Regions from separate parts of the Xenopus tropicalis genome. Here region 1 is linked to region 2. The links are chromatin contacts, called in public Hi-C maps. All regions are on one chromosome and are shown on one strand. The core of a region is the stretch at or near the end of the contact, and the rest is flanking DNA. Distances in the headings are between cores, read along the strand shown.

The links. Hi-C and Micro-C count contacts between places; a contact is called where the count stands out from the background.
Region 1: a contact with region 2 is called in a Hi-C map of liver, with 2.1 times the contacts expected there. The contact joins two enhancer-like sites. A contact is called at or near these places in 4 of 5 Hi-C or Micro-C datasets (brain, liver, neurula embryo and 1 more).

The regions. Positions count from the first base shown.
Region 1 is chr2:144,234,941-144,237,868 of UCB_Xtro_10.0, forward strand. hdac7 (histone deacetylase 7) reads left to right here. Exons shown (of 24, transcript XM_004911917.4): 12 at 1,456-1,589; 13 at 2,216-2,336. Among named protein-coding and RNA genes, the nearest start is that of twist2, 38 kb to the right of the region's middle. Within about 2 kb of position 1,526, at least 1 of the 11 cell types and tissues checked has an H3K27ac peak or open chromatin away from gene starts, as enhancers often do. A contact at or near this core is called in liver, where this site is marked.
Region 2 is chr2:144,172,513-144,175,256 of UCB_Xtro_10.0, forward strand. All of the region lies in intron 2 of hdac7 (histone deacetylase 7), which reads left to right. Among named protein-coding and RNA genes, the nearest start is that of twist2, 100 kb to the right of the region's middle. Within about 2 kb of position 1,494, at least 1 of the 11 cell types and tissues checked has an H3K27ac peak or open chromatin away from gene starts, as enhancers often do. A contact at or near this core is called in liver, where this site is marked.

The DNA.
Region 1 (2,928 bases), core at 276-2,775, 62 kb after region 2:
ACAATTTGCAATTGGTCTTCATTGTTCTAATCATTTCACCTTTTTTCCTTGGCTTCTCAGTTTGGAATTTTTGCAGATATCTGGTTGCTTTGGTCCAAATTACCCTAGCAACCAGGCAATGGTTTAGGAGAGGCCTGAACAGAAAGATAAGCAATAATATTGTAGCCTCAAAAAACGAGTTTTTTGGCTGGCATAGTCTTTGACCCCAGTTTGAAAGCTGAAAGGAGTCAGAAAATGAAAGCAAAAAAATCAAAAACTAAAAAAAGTATAAAAATGAAAACTAATTGGAGAATTGCTAAGAATTATCCTTTCTATAACATACTAAATTTTAATGTGAAAGTGAACCACCCCTTTAAGGCGTGCATTCTCTTTATATCTCATTTAACTCTGCAGTTTAAATGGCTGCACCCAAAAACCCAATGCACAAAAAGTCATTTTTTGTGTATAACATACTAGAAGTTAACATAAAGATGAACCAATTCTTTTCAATTCCCATTTTATTCCTCAAGTGGGCTAAATGGACGCTGGATGGGGGCAATAAACAGATTAATAGCAAGTTCAGGCATATTCCAGCTTCTGAGCAGTCTCGCCGTAGAGCAAATATAACAGTAGTTGTATATGTATATTAATATGCATTGATATGTATGTCATTGTATAATCAGGCACGTGCAGCCTCATCAGATATAGGGTGGCTGTAGTTTTAATACTTTATATCTACAACTGTACCCACATGCACAGAAGTGACATACTCTTCTGATCATCACCGCTCCAGCAATTGAATACTATTGTGAAGCCAGTGCCTATAGCCACAGCCACCAGTTAATTTGCAAATATTCATATTACACTAGGAATGTCTTAATGAGAAGGCCTCCTGCTTTCATTTAGGTACTAGGAGTAGCAGTGTGGCACAGATATCCTTCCTACTCATACCACATGGCACTTAATCTCTCTGTATTTATACTTATTTATTGTGTTTATTATGACACTTGACCTCCCTGTGTTTAATTGTATATACTGTAAGATTGTACAGCACTGTGTATCCTTGTAGCGTTTTATAAATAAAGTTATACATACATACACACATACATAGCCTGCACCTTGATAACCGCAAGCGTGAGGCTTACACAGCTGCACTGCACAATCCCATGGGTCAAGGAATTCCTTTTCCCTCTTTTTGTCACACTAGAGACTTCTGCTATTCTGCTAGATATAAATCAGTTGGAAATCCCTACAAGGACTCGCCTGCATATTTTTAAAGGACAAAAGGAGATATAATAATAACAGGGTCATAAATCTTTTGTTGTACAGCTCGTAGGTTTGGAATAATAAGTAATATATTGTTGCTAGGACTTCATTAGGTTAAGGCTATTAACTACTAGGTCACTTAAAAGTGATCATACCTTTTCTGCCCTCTCAATACAATAATCTTTTTTTCTTTTTTTTGTTAACGTATAGGAATTGTGTATGACTCAGTAATGCTGAAACACCAGTGTACTTGTGGGGACAACAGCAATCATCCAGAGCATGCTGGGAGAATCCAGAGCATCTGGTCCCGCTTACAAGAGAGAGGATTACGCAATAATTGTGAAGTAAGTGTGGATGGCAGAAGTGTCATGCCTAGCTAAAATAACGTGCCAGGGGTAATTATTTTAACATTAATAAGCATTCTGGCTATTTTTCCACCATATTAAAGCACTCTAGGAACATAGCAGAAATTGGTTGGAATCTCACTGCTACTGCCTACTGAGCAAATCCAGCTCTGATCAGTGCTCCAGCTTCTTAACAATTAAACAAAACCTATAACTCACCCATATAACTTAAATATATAAAAATGCAGGATTGTGTAACAGAAGCACCCTGGACTGAACAGCAAAAGTCTAATTTACTGCAGGAAGTGTTGCATGTTTCCTGCTCATTTCTATCATCACTGTAATGTGGGGCAATGGCACTGAGCAGAGCAGCATCAGGAGGGATAAACCATCAGAGATATTAGCAGAGAATAACTGCAAGTGTTGTGATTGAGCCTTATTGCATATGTCCCCCTAAATGTGTACATGCTGTAAATATGTATATCTCTGGGGCTTGATGGGTTTGTTAAGTGCTGGAAAGTTTTAGAGGGTTGAATACCCAGCATTGGAATGTAATTACTAATGGGATTCTCTGTAACATCCTACATCCATGTTTCATAATCCATGTTCCTATCTCTGTGCCTCAGTGCATCCGGGGAAGGAAGGCTACATTAGAGGAGCTGCAGTCTGTGCACACAGAGACCCATGTCCTGCTCTATGGAACTAATCCCCTCAACAGACTCAAACTGGATAACCGCAAGCTTGCAGGTACTGTTCGCTCTCTTACCAACAAGCGTGCCTCTACAGCAGTGTTTGTTGTTTGTAATGTCTTGTCAGTTGTAAAGCTTTCTTGTGTTTGGCCACTGGTACCGTCTTGCCCTCTTCTTTATGCAACAATAGAGCAAAACAATAATTCTCCTGGCTACATATGTAATGAAAATCTCTTCCAGGGTGTGTAGAGCTTTCATGCATTAATTATATGCAGCCTGTTGGAACTGCAGAATAGGGTCTGTGTGTTGGACTGCCACTAGGGGGCAATATAGGCCTGCCTTTGATTTAATATTGCAGCACTTGCTGCCTACAGCTGCTAATAACTAGTAAGGATACCGGGATTTGTTGCTCGGGGGCTGCTAGCTTGTAGAGGGTTATAATTGGGAACTCAGGATGGAGACACACAACAGCACAACAGTTTGCAGGGCATTTACTAAATGAAATATAGCATTTTAATACTTGGAAGTACAGAATTTGTTTTTAAAAGACAACAAGATGTCTGTTGAACCACCACCCCTTCTACTCCCAGACACAAGGGATTTGTTATGACACCACTGATATAACTTATACCTTTGTACATTAAAAAACA
Region 2 (2,744 bases), core at 244-2,743:
AAATTCTATCCTTTTCCAGGAAAGAAGAAAAATAAGAGCAAGTTGGCATAAAGTTTAGCTACATACTGCTCAAGGGAATAGTAATCCCCAGACTCCAGCTGAGGAAAAACAACAGCCCAATATCCTTCTACTTAACAAAAGTCATCAATAGCATCCTAAAGCATTTAACATATTAATGGAAAGAGCCATTGTTTCTTGCAGTGTAGTTCGGGTCTTTTGGGGTAATTGTTCTCAAAATTTTGTATATCACATAGCTGTGCAGTTTTCTTCTATAGGCAAATATGTCACAGATCAAACAGCTCTTAAAAAGGCAGATTTATCAAAATGTGAGTTTAGAGTTTAATACATAAACAACTCACCCATGTTCTATTCATTCTTATGGGGTTTTTAGAAGTGCATTTATCAATGGGTAAAAATCAAAGTTCACCACTTGATAAATACGCTTCTAAAAATACCATAGGAATGAATAGAACATGGGTGAGTTTTTCTGTGGTGAGCTATAATCTCACATTTTGATAAATCTGCCCCAAAGTGTCTTAACACATGTCATCCTCCCAGATCCTTCACTACGAGACAATAGAAGGCAGCAATGTCCTTCAAGAATCAACAACCTACATCTGCTTTTGGCTTCCACTTCTGGAAATCAAGTAACTGATGATACTGTAGAGTATATTGACTCTATGGGGTTGATTCACTAAAGGTTGATAAAACGAGTGCTATTTATAGCATGCGTTAAAGATTTTATCACTTCTTATTTTTTGCGACTTAACGCTTGATTCACTAAAAGAACACCTGTCATAATTAAGAAATGATGTTCTTTGCGTTATTTATCTCGCGGTGACATATTTTCAAGCACACTATATTTTACACAGTGCAGGATATATTACGCACGTAACCATTACTTTCTGAAAACTACTGTTCTGAAAATTACCATTTCCCTGAAAACTGGAGGGACTATAGGGCCAACACAGACTTGGAAAAAATACGACTGCAAACTCCATGTTGTGTTGCCAAAAGCTCACGAACCGCAATTTTCTTTAAGTACCTACCCTCTTTACCGCCTACCCCAAGTAGGTGTATGTATGGTGTTAATATTCGCACAGATTAACACAATATTTTGCGCGTTTAACGCTTCATTTGTGAATCATGCATCAGTACTATTTCTATTCGCTAATTAACGCAATGCATTAGAAATAACGCTTTGCGGTGATGGTTTTTTTTGCGCATGCGTTATGCGGATTAACGCATGCGAAATGACTTTGATGAATCAGTACTTATTTATCGCATGCTTTTTAATGCAAAAAAAGCATGCGATAAGCATTATCGACCTTTAGTGAATCGGCCCCTATGACTGTTATTATAAAGCACACTTTGATAGAAAGGAAAGTTGTTATCAACCAAGTCTGCGAATCATATGAAATCACTATGACTTCCAGATAACTGCTTTATCAACACAATTCTGTGGCAACACAAACTGTGTAGCAACATAAGATCATGGCAAGGGGTAGGGTGAAGACACTGTGAACGCTTTTTATAGAGGAACTGATGGTATTTCCTCACATAACAAACTAAAAAAAAATAGATGAAAGCTAGTCCTTTTTATTTAAAATAGAATACAAGAACAATTTCACAAACAGCCGCAGAATATTTATACACAAAAAGGGAACTAGGTTTTGATAGGCAGCAATAGGGGAAGGGACAATTTCATAGCTTTTCCTGAAAGTACAACGGCCAAGAGATATTTTGGTATTTCAGTATCTTCTGATTATACCTGTATAAAAGTAAACATTGGTAATCTATTAAACTAGGAGCAGTAGGTAGTATGACCTGTATACTTTGATAGATGGATGGATAAATTTTTGACCGAGGATAGACACTATCAGACTAGAACTTTAATAGACAATAGGTCCTATAACAATGTGACAGAAACAAAATTTGCTCCAGTTGCAGCAACAGCTATTAAATAGCAAACTTGTTATTACATTCCAACCAAAAGCAACTTCATATTACATTCCAACCAAAAGCAACTTCACCTACAGAAATTCTAGTGTCATTATGGTCTCCTGATCATTAGATGCAAAATGGTTAGCATTGCTACCTTGCAGCACCAGGGTCCAAGGTTCAATTCTAGCCAGGGTACTATATGCAAAGAGTATGTATGTTTTCTCTTTACTTGAGTAAGTTTCCATTAGCTACTTTAGTTTCCTCCCACACTCCAAAAACATACAGGAGGTTAATTCATTCCTAATAAAATTGACCATAGTGTGTATATGTAATCATGAACTTTGATAGTAAGCACTTTAATAAATAAGTATTTAGTTGTACCACATTTTGTTCTTTGTATCTTATACAGAGAGGCCTAAAGGATCCAAGCCTACAAAAGACATCATGTCAGGAACTTACCTGCCTGTGTTGCTTGCTGTTTGTATGTTCATCCCTATTTTATAATATATAGAGTTAAATAATTTCTAAGCCCTTTATGAAGGCTTAGGTAACATTACATACCACCGCAGGAGCTAGGAAATAAAAAAAAATATAAGATGGGGTTAGACAATACTTTACACCAGCAAGCCATCATAGGGCCCTCATATTTCAGACCTGGAAAAGAAGCACATTTTACCTCAGTTAGGACCTTTCAACCTGGCTCCTTCTCTGCTCTTGAGTCCCTCAAGAGACACTGCATTTGCTTTCTCTATTTTACACCCCTGGTGTCTGAGGTAGTCATTTACAAATTGTTATAAATG